2 separate regions of the Sus scrofa genome follow, and region 2 is linked to region 1. A link is a contact called in public HiChIP or PLAC-seq data. All regions are on one chromosome and are shown on one strand. Each heading gives the region's core, a stretch centred on a gene start, on an enhancer-like site or on the middle of the called end of the contact. The rest is flanking DNA. Distances are from core to core; before and after follow the strand shown.

Region 1 (6,834 bases), core at 2,678-5,177:
ATTTGAGGATCTTTCTGAGGACTCTAGCTGGGTAAACAATATCTCAAATAGCTCTGAGAAACTGCTCTGAAGAGGTGAGGGAGAAACCAGCATATGAAAGGTTTTTTGCTGGAAAAAAACAGCAAAAGATTATTGTTGATGAAACCAAGAAGAACCCCATGGGGCTCCTGGACACAGATCCACATAACAATATTTCTTTCTTTTTTTTTTTTTTTTTTTGTCTTTTTGCTATTTCTTGGGCCGCTCCCGCGGCATATGGAGGTTCCCAGGCTAGGGGTTGAATCGGAGCTGTAGCTGCCAGCCTGCGCCAGAGCCACAACAACGTGGGATCCGAGCCGAGTCTGCAACCTACACCACAGCTCAGGGCAACGCCGGATCCTTAACCCACTGAGCAAGGGCAGGGATCAAACCCCCAACCTCATAGGTCCCAGTCAGATTCGTTAACCTCTGTGCCACGACGGGAACTCCCACATAACAATATTTCTAAGCTCTTCTGCAGAGCTAAAACCCCCAACAAATCAGAAGACTTTAACTACTTGATGAAGCATTCTTCCTTCCAGAGAGACGGTTTACAGTTTGATAACTTTTAGGCCAGATTAAAGGATACCTGATCCTTATCAGCAATGCTGCCCTTGACCCCTTGCTATAAAACTCCTCACAAATCCTCTCAGGTTGGGACACACCGATTTTGAAGGCATGAACCTGCTGTGCCTGCTTTGCCTGGCAAAGCAATAAAGCTCTTCTTTCCTACTTCACCCAAAAGCCTGTCTCCAAGATCCAGTTTTGCATCAGTGCATGAAGGCTGGGTTTCAACAACATGAGTCACACAAAAACAGATATCTCGAGTTAATTATTTTAGTGCTTTTCTGTATATGGGAAGATGCAAGAGTCTGGGCTCATTGAAATTGTTCCTTAAAAATGCATCTTAGGAGTTCCTGTTGTGGCGCTGCAAAACGAATCCGTCTAGGAACCCTGAGGTTGCAGGTTCAATCCCTGGCCTTGCTCGTGGGCTATGGATCCCATATTGTTGTAAGCTGTGGTGTAGGTCACAGACGCAGCTTGGATCCTGCGTTGCTGTGGCTGTGGTACAGGTTGGCAGCTGTAGCTCTGATTCAACCCCTAGCCTGGGAACCTCCATATGCCGCCAATGCGGCCCTGAAAAGCAAAAAACAAACAAACAAACAAAAACTCTGCCAATCTCCAATGCATAGAATATTTCCTGTTTTTCTCTATCCTGAATTTCCCTCAGGGCCCACCATGGGGGTGGGCTGCAGGGGTAGATGGTGCCATTCTTCTAGAACTGGAATGCCAGGCAACATTCACGTTCCACAATGATCTCATAGTCTTACTAGATAGGGATTCAATCTTTTATATAAATGAAGATGCAAAGGAAGGCAACCTGTCCAAGTCCGTAGTTATCAGGGACATAACTGTCCTCCATTCTGCCTCCAGTGATCTCCCAGGGTACCATGGCAACTGAGATGGAAAAACAAACAAGCCAACCAAAAAGCATGATGCACAACATTGCCACTCACTCATAGGTACGTGGATGTATGTGTCTCTGTAGGATCAGAACGGCCAGAGTTGATCAGAGGCATCAGGGTAAGGATGGTGGATGTGGCAAAAATGCCTGCTTACCCAGGCACACTGGCAAACTGGAGGGCAACCCCTGGGAGTAGAGAGGGAAGTAGAGGTGGGCCTTTGTCTCTGGCTTCTGGTAGAAGAAACAGACAATCTTTGAGGGGAGAAAGCTATAGCAAATGCAGCATAATACCAACATCCAGGGAGAGCCTGCTATTTTTTCCATTAGAAAAGTAGGATTGGAGTTCCCATCATGGCGCAGTGGTTAATGAATCCAACTAGGAACCATGAGGTTGCGGGTTCAATTCCTGGCCTTGCTCAGTGGGTCGAGGATCCGGTGTTGCCATGAGCTGTGGTGTAGGTCGCAGACGCGGCTCGGATCCTGCGTTGCTGTGGCTGTGGTGCAGGTTGGCAGCTGTAGTTCCGATTCAACCCCTAGCCTGGGAACCTCCTTATGCCGTGGGAGCAGCCCTAGAAGAGGCAAAAAAAAAAAAAAAAAGAAAGAAAGAAAGAAAAGAAAAAAAAAGAAAAGTAGGATTATGATCTTTTTTTTTTTAAGTAAAAAAATTTTTTTGTTGTTGTTGCTTTTTAGGGACACTCCAGGATTATGCTTTTTCCATGTTAAATATTCTACAACATAGGTGTTTTTTTTTTTGCTTTCCTTTTTTCTGCTTTTTAGAGCCGCACCTGTGGCATATGGAAATTCCCAGGTCAGGGGTCAAATTGGAGCTGTAGCCGCTGGCCTATGCCACAGCCACAGCAATGCCAGATCCTAGCCAAATCTGTGAACTACACCAAAGTTCGTGGCAATGCTGGATCCTTAACCCACTGAACAAGGCCAGGAATTGAACCTGTGTCTTCATGGATACTAGTTGGGTTTGTTACCTATGAGCCGCAACGGGAACTCCTAACAACACAGATTTCCAAGTCCTCACAGCAATTCATCTTACTGATGGATCATAATTTAACTGATCCCCAATTTTTTTTCTTTTTTTCTTTTTCTTTTTTTTTTTGGCCTTGCATGCTGAAGCTCCCAGGCCAGTGACCAGAGCCACAGCAGTGACAACACCGAATCCTTAACCTACTGAGCCACCAGGGGACTCCATCCTTTTCTTATTTTCTAAAAGCTGAATTGCTGGCTCAAAGGGTCTGCACATTTTTTGTTTGTTTGTTTGTTTTTTAGGGCCGCACCCACTGGCATATGGAGGTTCCCAGGCTAGGGGTCAAATCAGAGCTACAGCTGCTGACCTAGACCACAGCCACAGCTCCGCGGGATATGAGCTGCATCTGCGACCTATGCCACAGCTCAAGGCAATGCCGGATCCTTAACCCAGTGAGCGAGGTCAGCGGTCAAACCTGAGTCCTCACGGATACTAGTCGGGTTTGTTAACCTCTGAACCACGACAGGAACTCCAGGGTCTGCACATTTTTAAGAGTGGACATGCAATAGCTGTTTAATCAGTAACAGTATCAAGCACATTTATACACATTCTTTGGAGAGGGCCTGCTCTGTGGGATCTTTTCTTTCTTTTCTTTTTCTTTTTTTTCTTTTTAGCACCACATCTGTGGCAAATGGAAGTTCCTAGACTGGGGATTGAATAGGAGCTGCAACTGCCGGACTAGGCCACAGCCACAGCAACTTGGGATCCAAGTCGCCTCTGCGACCTACACCACAGCTCATGGCAACCGCCAGATCCTTAATCCATGGAGCGAGGCCAAGGGTGGAACCCGCCTGCTTTTGGATACTGGTCTCTTTGAAACCAGCTGAGCCACAATGGGAACTTCTATTACTTCTTTTGAAGTGCAAAGCAACCCTACAAAGTAGGTGGTGTTTTTCCCATTTTACAGAGGGAAACAGGTAAAGAAGTCTTAGAGAGGTGAAGGGACTTGTCCAAACTCACGTGGTTGGTGAAGCTGGGAAGACTATTTAGAACTGACTCCAAAGTCAAGGTGATGGTTAAATAGTTGTGAATAGAGAGGAGTCCAGGTAAACCATTAGCTGTGCTTTATGGAGTGGACAGAATGACAGCAGGAGTAAGGGTCGGAGAAGGTCATCTGGCAAACCCCAGAGGCTGAGCAAAGGCCATCAGCGGATTTCTTTAAGCTCATGATTTGTAGGTCAAAGGCATTAGTGACCGGGCGAGTCCTAGATTGACTGGCAGCGGGGAGAGTTGTGGGAGGGTGGCCCCCCCCTACACACACACACTCCCCCGGATCTCCCCACTCCCACCCCGGACTCTGCACTGCCGCTCGAGGCTCCGCCCTAGTCCAGCCCCTCCTCGGCCAGTTGCAATCAGAATCACCCCGCCAAGGGCCAGCCCTGGCCCCGCCCCTCCCTTCCGGGTTCTTTCCCTCACTTCCCGCCGGACCCAAGTCAGACCCGGGCCCAGGCCCAGCCTCCATCTGGTTTGCAAAAATCCGAAGGACCCTGCCGGGCTTTGCTCCGCCCTATGCTACGCCCCTTCTCCGCCTGGTACCATCAGAATTAACCTCCCGAGTGAGCTCAGGCCCCACCCCTGCCCGGTACCCCGGGAGAACGTGCCCTGGCCCCTCCCCCTCTTCTCTGGGCGCCGTCCGGATGGCCCCGCCCCTCCCAGGCCCCGCCCTGTCTAGCGTCTTCCCCACGCGGCTCCGGCGGCCGCATCCTTCGACTCAGCTCCGTGAGCTGAGCTGCAACCATGGCGGTCACCGCTGAGGGCGCCCGTAGGAAGGAGCGCGTCCTCTGCCTGTTTGACGTGGACGGTACCCTCACGCCGGCTCGCCAGGTAGGGCCTCGACGTTCAGAAGCTCCTGTTGGGAGTGTCACGCGGACACCTGGAGGCCGAATGTGTGGCCTCCAGCAGCGTGACCCCAGATCCCCCGGGACTGTGTGTGAGATGCCGGAACACACCCGGCCCCTGACACCCCAGGGCCGCCCTCTGGGAGTGATGGGAACCCGGTTCCCCACGTCACAGGCCCCGAGCGTCCGTGCCCTCGTTCTGCCTGAGAGCGAGGGGGGGTGGGTCGGATTCTGGAGGGAGGAAGTGAGCGGGGACCTGGTCCCTCCGCCGCCAGGCCTGGCTCCACGCTCCCACCTCCCCAGCAGTGACTCCCACCCCAGTTCCAGCCCAAAGAGGCACCAGTAGCCCGATGCTGGCTTCTGAACCTAGGGTTCCATACAGGGGCTCAGTGCTCCCAAGCGTTGGAGTCCCAATCGGGCGGGGGCCGGGGGTGGGGGAGTGTCTCCGAGCCAGCCCACCGACCTTTGCAGACTTGGGCCGCGTCTGGTTTCTCAAGCCCCTCCTCTACTTTCCCTCCCTCCCAGGCCCATCCCCCTCCTCTTGGAGGGAAGGAGGGCTTCTGTACCATTTAGGCAGAGTTTTGGGGCTTCGCCCACTTGGAGGGAGGGGCTCGTCTGGTCACCATGGGAATCTTGTGGTACCGGGTGGGCGGGAGTGCAGTTTCCCTTCTAAAAGCATCTCACCAGGTTGATGCTCCAACCTCTGCTCCACACTCAGTTTTTCTCCCTTCGGGTCTCACCCAGGATGAGCCCCCAGACCCGCCCTCACCAGGTGGGTTCATGGATGAGCAGGCTCTTTCTTGCCCTCCAATCTGGGTCCATCAGGACCTCCTGAGGAGTCTCCTAGAGCAGGGAGCCAGTAGAGGTGGGTTGCCTGGCAGAGGCTGATGGGCAGCCAGGTCTTAGTCTCCCCTCCCCTTTGTGAGGGCCCTGGGCCAGCAAGAGGAATCAGGCCACCTCACCTTCCAGCAGCTCCCTGAGTCCTCAGGGATGCAAGGAAGAAGACAGTGGAGCGAGGGTAGCAGGGCTGAGGAACAGTGTCCACCCCTCCCTCTGACCCTTAGCTCCACTAACCTGACAGCCTGAACAAGAACAGTGGCACTGCTGGATCTGGCCTTAGCACTTTTTAAAAGTTAATTTTTAATTGTACACGTACTCGTGAACACGTTCTCTTGTAAAGAATGAAAACAGAACAGAGAAGGCTGAAGTCCCCTGATTAGTCAGGATCCCAAGCCCAGCCTCATCCCCAAAGTTGTGAGGTTTTCAAAGTGCGTTTGATTGTTTTTAATAAGTGGTATCATACTGTGTGTGTCTTTCTGCAGCTTGCTTTTGACAATAAACAGCGTGTCTTGGGGCTCTTCCGTGTTGGAAGCACAGTCCTGCCTTATTCTGTTGTGGCTGCAGTATAGAATTTCAGTGCAAGTGTGTGCCATTCTCTAACTGACTAGCTTATTTGTCTGCAGTTTTCTTCCTGTTATAAACCCTACCCAGTGAACATCCATAATGCACCTGCACAATTCCATAGACGGGGTACTTGCATTTTAAGTTTTAATAGATCCTGCCAAATTACCCTCCAAAGTAGCTGTACCAGTTTACCATCTCACCAGCAACTTGAGAGTGTTTGTGCTCTGTCCGCTCTAGATGTTGTCAGCTTTGAATAACTGAATGTTTGGAAACACGGCTTACAACTCATTAGTTTACACATTTCCTTGACAGGGAATCTTTTCAAGTGATGAGTCACTAGTCAATTGCTTATTCATTTCCAAACACCACCTCATTTAAGCCTTCACAGTGACCACCTCCAGGCAGTTGCTACTATGATCCCCATTTTAGAGGTGGGACAACTAAGGCAAAAAAAAGGCAAAGCCGGAGTTTCCATCGTGGCTCAGCGGAAACGAATCTGACTGGTATCCATGAGGATGTAGGTTCGATCCCTGGCCTCACTCAGTGGGTTAAGGATCCGGTGTTGCCGAGAGCTGTGGTGTAGGTCACAGAGGCAACTTGGATCTGGTGTTGCTGTGGCTGCGGTGTAGTCTGGCAGCTGCAGCTCCCCAGTTAGACCCCTAGCCTGGGAACTGCCATATGCTATGGGTGCAGCCCTAAAAAGACAGACAGACAGACAGGAAGAAAGGCAAAGCCATTTGCTTAAGACATCCTGCTCCTAAAGGACTTGAGCCTGCTTTTGAACCCAAGTGCATCTAGTTTTGAGATCTGGGTTCTAAACCTTGAACTGCCTCAGATGTAGGTGGAATGTGGGCTCCCAGGATTCTGAACCCTGAGTGAGATCTAAGTGGAGGGCCCAGACAGGCTGACAGTCAGAATCTCGTGCTTTCCTGTCCCCCTGCAGAAAATTGACCCTGAGGTGGCTGCCTTCCTGCAGAAGCTGCGCAGTAGGGTGCAGATCGGCGTGGTGGGCGGCTCCGACTACTCTAAGATTGCCGAGCAGCTGGGAGAGGGGGATGAAGGTAGGAGGG
Region 2 (6,834 bases), core at 2,009-4,508, 120 kb after region 1:
ATACCAGATTCCAGATCCAAGCCTTGTCTGCAACCTACACCACAGCTCACCACAACACCTGATCCTTAACCCACTGAGCAGGGCCAGGGATTGAACCCACATCCTCATGGATAGTAGTCAGGTTCATTACCGCAGAGCCATAGTGGAATTCCACCAGATCTTTTAAATTTAGGACAAGTGGCAAATTAAGATATTTTTGCACAATCTTCCAATTTTTATTTTTTATCTTTTTGTCTTTTTAGGGCCACACCTGCCTTAAAAATGGAGATTCCTAGGCCAGGGGTCTAATTGGAGCTATAGCTGCCAGCCTACACCAGAGCCACAGCAACGCCAGATCCAAGCCACATCTACAACCTACACCACAGCTCACCGAAATGAATCACCAGATCCCTAACCCACTGAGCGAGGCCAGGGATCAAACCCCGCAACCTCATGATTCCTAGTTGGATTCGTTTCCACTGCGCCATGATGGGAACTCCACACAATCTCCCAATTTTTAAATGTCAATTCCTTCTTTAAATTTTAATGTGTTGGTGTTCCCTCGTGGTTCACTAGGTTAAGGATCCAGCATTGTCACGGTGTGGCCCTGGTTACAGCTATGGTGTCGGTTTGATCCCTGCATGCCTTGAGTGTGGCCAAAAAAAATTTTTTGACAGTGTCAGTATATGCCACCAGATATGGACCTTGGCCTGCCATTCAGCAGCTTCTAAATTAGGAAAATTAACTTCCCAGGAAGTCAAGTTGAAATGAGTAAATTTCCAAGAGATTCTATGTCACTATATTCTGACCTGTAACTTTTTAACAGTTTGAACAAAGGACATAAAGGTGAAAGATTCTTTGCCTTGGTTGGAATTTTCCTGCCTAAAAAAAAAAGAAAAAGACTCCAGTTCCCATCTTTTCCCAGTTAATCAATTCCTTATCAACAAGTGGCCTGTCTGCCACCATCAAGGCTAAACCAATGCTTTCTTTGCACACTGTAGTTTCAGTGCTTTAGCTAAAGACAGGTTTGTTCACTTGTCTCTTTTATAAGAGTTCACCCATATCAGGTCAATAAATAGCAAATTATTTGCCCTCAGCATCCCTCCAATCACTTTTCTCCAAAGCCAATTTCTGTTGTGGCTGTCTTTGCTCCTGCCCAGTTGGAGCAGTGGATCTGAAGAATCAAACTGAGTATTTTCTCGGATAACTGAAAAGAAACTACAAAATCTCTCACACTATGTGTGTATGAAGGAGTGACTCACCCCCCTGAGAGTTAATTGGGGCTAATTATGACCAGCCTGACTTGTCACAACAAAACATCTGGCATAACTTGCTTACTCTCAGACAGGGGAGTTGCCTCCACCCTCTCCATGCACATGCTTCCTTTTGAAGCTCACCGTTTTGAAAACAAGGTGTGTGCTTTTCAACGTATGATTATTCAAAGTGGGAGAGGACCCGGGAATGCCTGAGTAGGAATTCAGCTCACAATTAAGCCCTGGCAAGATGAACTCATACGACGGGGGAGAGAAAAATGTCCTTCTTACCACATGGTAAATGGAGACAGCAGCAATTAAGAATGGTGATTGTCTTCTTCCCCTCTACTTTATTTTTTTCCTACTTATATACTAACCCTTTACCCAGAGCTCTTCTTTGCCAAAAAGGCTGGATTTCTCAGTTTGGGTTTCTTTGCTCAACGTTGGTGTGTTTCCAGCACTGCAGGGGAGATAAATGCAGGAACGGGCAAAAATTCAACGCCTTCCTTCCAGGGATTCAGTCTGCCTTCCCTCAGCCTGCACTTGATGGAAGGAGACTCTACACTTTTATCTGCTTATATGGACTCCATCCCTCCTTCCCGTGTGATACACCCTCAACTTTCTCATGCTGTCTTGTAAGGTTTCCTTTTGGGGTATACACACTGAAGAGCACAGTACGGGAAGGATGCAAGCTGGCCAGAACGGTGACCTTTAAATTAAGAACAGCAACTATTTGAGCCAAGCTTTACATACAGTATCATATCTAATCCCCACAGGATCTCGATCTCCATTTTAAGGACGAGAGGACAGGTCTGACGGTATAAAGAGAATTTGTGCCTTTCAATCAAGATAACCCGGTTGGTGGCAGAATTGGGATTCAAACCCACCTACTTCTAAGGCTGCCTCTAGTAAATAACTACAAATACCAGTATCCCTTGCAGCGCCCCAATGCGCAAACGCACTCCCCCCCAAGACCTCCATGGCTCCACGCCCCCGCCTCCCAGTCCTAAAAGGTTGGATCGAACATCCAATCAGATGTCGCCGCTCCCTGTTTCCGACCAATGGGAAGGCTGTTGCTAACATACTGGTTATATTTTTAGCGCTTCAGCACCAGGGAGCGGCGAGCCAGATCTCGCTGGGTTGCGACTCGCGAGGAGAGGAGAGGGGAAGGGAGGAGAGGGAGGTGGGGGAGGAGGAAAAAAAGGGGAGGGATGGAGTCGGGCAAGGCGGTGGGGGCGTGTAAGTGACGCTCTGCCACTTGCTGACGCACAAGCAAGTAGTCCCTGGAGGTGCCCCAGGGGATAAAGCGCTCGGGGTGTGGGGGATGGGGACGCTCCGGCCCAGGCTCCCTCCCCCTTCTTGTCCCCTTGGAGTTTGCCCTCCAGTCCAGCGTTTCTCCGCTGCAGTCAGGAGAAGCGCATTAAACCCCTACGCTACCATTGCCGCCTGTCCTTGCCAAAAAAAGTGATCAAGGAAAAAAAAACTGCAAACCGTGTCTGGAAACTTTTGGATCTCGCCACCCCACGTGGGTTCGGCGACTGCCGTTGGGCCGGAACCATCTAGAATGAGAATAAAGTGTGAGAGAGAGTTAGGGAATGGGCGATTAAAGAAGGGATGGGAATAAGACTTAAGGCGAAAGCTCCCAGTGGCCCTGGGCTTCACCTGGCAGTCTACCGTGCCTGTGACCTCACTCGGCACAGGCCTCCCCACCCCCAACTCCGCGCCCCTCACAGTGACAAAGTAGCCGAGTGACCCCCTTGGCCATAGCAGGGGCAAGGGATGTAAGTGCGAGTCTGAATCAAGGGACCGTCTGGTGCGCAAGCCTGGGGCATCTGGCATAAACAGGCGCCCTAGGATGCCGGCGAAGGCTGTTGCTGAAGGATGAGGCTCCAGTAACCCCTTTTTTGGGGGGGGTTCGACGACTGGGAAGAACCAAAAGGGGCGTCCTCTGACGCCGGAGCTCCGCCTGCAGCAGGCGGAGGACGCGCTCGCGCGTCTGCGCAGAGAGCGCTGGCCGGGTCCCTGCGGTGAGGTTAACCCGCGCCAGAGGCCGCGAGTGGAAGGTTAATGTATCGCTTGGCTCTTTTTCCTGCGCCCCCATCCTCCTCGCCCCTTCTTACTCCCGTTTTGCGTGCCCAAGCCCCGGTTTCTCCCTCGCACTCCCCTCGACGTTAGGCGTCGTCCCCAAATGAGGCACGAGGCTCTTGGAAGATTCGGGACAACTGGAGTTGATAAAGGTCCAAAATCTGTCCAGAACTCCAGTAGTCCCCTGAGCTCCCCACCCGCGAAGAGATTTTACTGGTGTGGTGCGAGTGCTGCGGGAAAAGTCGGACTGTCAGATGCGCCGAGCTGAAGGGATTCGCCGAGGTGGCCTGCGCGATGGTTCGGGAAAGCATACGAACCCTCGGCGCCAGGGCAGGTGCAGGGCTGAAGACACAGCGGGGACGTCCCCTTCTTTTGGACACCCATTCATCCAGCACACCTAAAGTGAGCAGCTGGGTCCCAAACCGGGACCCTACCCTCGCAAGCTTGCTGTCTGCATAGGGAAACACTTTACACGATGAGGACAATTTGAGCAGTTTGGGCATGAAGAAAATAACTACGATGCCGGCGTCGTGATGGGAAGGGGAGGCGGCCCGCGTTACACAGGGCGGTCAGAGGCAGCCTTGCTGATATTTGAGCCAGGATCTGAGTGAGGAGGGTGACCGGCCACCCACGCGTAGGACTAGGGCGGTGGCCAAGGGCCCCCGGGTTCCACGCGGAGCAGGGAGCCGCGCGCCTCCAGGGGTTAAGCTGCCTGCTGGCTGGGAAGTAGTCCCGGCCCAGCGCCCGGCCCCGCCCCTGCAGGGCGGAGGGACGCATCACGCAGGGGTGGGGAAGGCGGATCCGTGCGCAGGGTTGCTAAGGGTGAAACTTTTCATTGACTTTGCTCACTTCGGGCCGGGGCGCGGGAAGGAGCGGGTTCTTGGTGGGGGGGAGCGAGTGGCTTGGGAAACGCGAGGCCAGAAGGGCAAGACCAATTCGCCGGCCACAGCCCAGACCGTACTCCGCCCCGCGACACGAACCACCCTCGAGTCCGCCATCCGCGGTTCGTCGCCGCCGGCCGGCCCGCCCGCCCTCCGTCCCTAGCCGCCGAGCCCGACCTCCAAAAAGCAGAAAGAATTATTGAGAATCATAACCCATAAGCCCCCTCAATCGTCCCCCAACCCTCAACGAAGAAAAAGACACCTTGGCCCCCGGCCGGGCGGCGCCCGGGAGAGAAGGGAGAGTGACCTCCGCCCCGCGCTCAGGACCACCCTGGAGGGAGAAGCCGCCCCGCGGCCGGCACACCGCCCCGCCACCGCGGAGACCCGAGTGAGTGAGTAGGAACCTTGCGGGCGGGGGGGGCCCCAGACCCAATAGGCCGGATGCCTTTCCCCACCCTCGCCCCACTCCAGCTCTTTTTGCTGGACACTCCACGTTGCGGTCGCACCCCCCCTTACACCTGATCAACATTTTCCTTTCTCTTCCCACCTCCCTCTGGAACCCCCCCTTGCCCTGTGCTACTCTTTCCTTTCACGTCGCTCTCATCCTGGGGTATCCCAGAGTCCCTGTCTCCCCCTGTTCCAAGTGCGGCCACCTCCTGGGTGGGGTGCATTCCCTCCCTCCTCCGCCTCCCTCCGTTCTTCATAGCCTAGGGAGTCGCTAGATTTTCCTTGTTCCCCCTGAAAAATAACTCCCACCACTATTAAATAAATCAGAGGAAGGAAGAGGATCCAGGCCTTGTTTTTCTCCTTCTTTTCTCCGGTGCGAGGAATGGGGTGGTAATAATTAATAGGGTTTATTTTTGGCCCTGTGGAGCCTGAGGAATGGAGGGTGAACACCCCCCTTTTGAACCGGTCAGGACTGTCCTCTGGCTGCCCAGCCTGAATTGACCATTTCGTCTTGAGCTTTTTATCCTCGTTAATGTTTTCAAGGAAAACTGGGCAGAAAAAAAAGTACCCTTAAGCAGTATCAACGAGTGGATTCTGGTTGATCCTGGTGAGGTGCCTAGGAGAAAGCTCCCTATTCCTACGCTCCTTCCCCTCTTGTCCAGAAGATGGACTGTGCCCTTGACCAGAAAGGGAGAGGAAGGAGGGAGCACAGAGAGGAGGGGCAGCTGGCAGACCTTTCCCACCCCCTAGAGGAACCAGAACCCCACACAGCGGGCGTCAACTCAGGGGCTAGCCCAACGGGGTTCCAGGCGGCGTCTGCTCAGTATCTTAACCATTTTTTATCTTTCCTACCCACACTACGCTGGGAGTGGGTCCCTCATCTTTGATTTAACAGCAGGAAAACACCCCTATTGCTTTCTTGGGTGCCTGCCCCCATCCCCCTCTTGAGCAGAGGTGGAAAGAAGCTAGTGTGGGAGGAAGGATTAGGGAGGTTTAACACCCAGCAGGGGAGCTTTGCGAGGATCTGGTAAGTCTGGTCATAGAGAAGGCCTTGCAATAGGAGTCTGACAAACAATTTTAAGTATTAGAAGATGTAGTTCAGGTATCAGATGTACAATTTTTCCTTCCCTGCCCGGGAACCTTTTCCCATTACCTTGCCAGGTCTGGTTACTCGGACTTGGATTAGAAGGGGGGTAAGACTTCGGCCCTGCTGGCATCAGGGCCTGATTTTCGGCCCAGTGCCTCCCCGTAGCTTAAAACTGGGAGTTTCTTCGGCTGAGAGGATGGGAGAACTGGGTTTAATTCCTGCCTTTCCTGGCTGTGAGGGTGCAGCAGCCGAGCCTGCTGGGCAGTGAATGAAAAGGCTCTTTTTTCTTTGAATACACCGTCCCTGCAGCAACTCCAAAAGGAGACCACTCAGCCCAAAGAATACAGATGAAGCGGCGGGGTTTGGGGCTGGGGAGGGGGAGGAATGTGAGGCTATCTATCCCAGTTTACCGCCTTCACCCAGGAAAAACTCACTAGAAGCAGATCTTAAATCAGCAGCCATGAAGAAAGAGGAGGAAAGGAAAGTTGAGTTTCTCAAGAAGCCGAGACAGGGATATTGGTGGGGCGATACCGTAAGGGGAGTAGGCCTGATGAGTAGAATTTATATAAAATGTATTAGGAGGTGGGTGGGGGAGGGGCGCCCTCTGCCACAGCGCGCATGTGCATCGGAAACTTTTCCTGGTTCTCCGACCCTCCGCCAGCTCCCCTTACCGGGCATGCGTAGCTCCCGGCTGAGTCTTCGCAAAGTACGCTGGGAAGTGTAGTGTGCCCACAAAGTAGGTCATATGCTTCAACCTGAGTGTTAAGTGTCTGAAGACTGCAATTCCCAGAGCGCAGAGCGCGCCTTTGCCGCCGCCCTCTCCTACGTTGGGGCTCAGTCTGGTCTTCCTGGCTTTAGAGGAACCGAAGTGCCTTGGAGAGGGCCCTTTTTGTAGCAAGAAGCCTTGTAGCCATACTTGGGCTTTCGCAGTCCATGTTTCAGGGAGATGGTGTGAGACTGTGGGCGGGGTGGTGTAGTCAGCACAAATCCTGGAAGCCTTTCAACTTTACCCCGCCCGTCTGAGCCTCCGCCTCCAACGGGCCACCGCCTTGCCTTTGGGACCCGTGTGGTGGGATGAGGCCATTCCCGGTCTCTTGCTCCC

The links. HiChIP or PLAC-seq counts read pairs in DNA pulled down with a chosen protein or histone mark.
Region 2: an H3K27ac HiChIP or PLAC-seq map of skeletal muscle shows a contact between it and region 1. The contact joins the promoter of TOB2 here to the promoter of PMM1 in region 1. A contact is called at or near these places in 4 of 5 promoter capture datasets (fetal liver, fetal skeletal muscle, liver and 1 more), 11 of 47 Hi-C or Micro-C datasets (alveolar macrophages, embryonic fibroblasts, fetal heart ventricle and 6 more) and 2 of 2 datasets of contacts at active chromatin or transcription factors (alveolar macrophages and skeletal muscle).

Annotation. Positions count from the first base shown.
Region 1 is chr5:6,961,072-6,967,905 of Sscrofa11.1, forward strand. It overlaps PMM1 (phosphomannomutase 1), which reads left to right and starts at 3,928. Exons shown (of 8, transcript NM_001184895.1): 1 at 3,928-4,346; 2 at 6,708-6,825. The coding sequence starts at 4,260.
Region 2 is chr5:7,083,139-7,089,972 of Sscrofa11.1, forward strand. It overlaps TOB2 (protein Tob2), which reads left to right and starts at 3,259. Exons shown (of 2, transcript XM_021091455.1): 1 at 3,259-4,590. LOC110260629 (a long non-coding RNA gene) reads right to left here. Exons shown (of 7, transcript XR_002343880.1): 6 at 6,404-6,689; 7 at 1,563-2,791.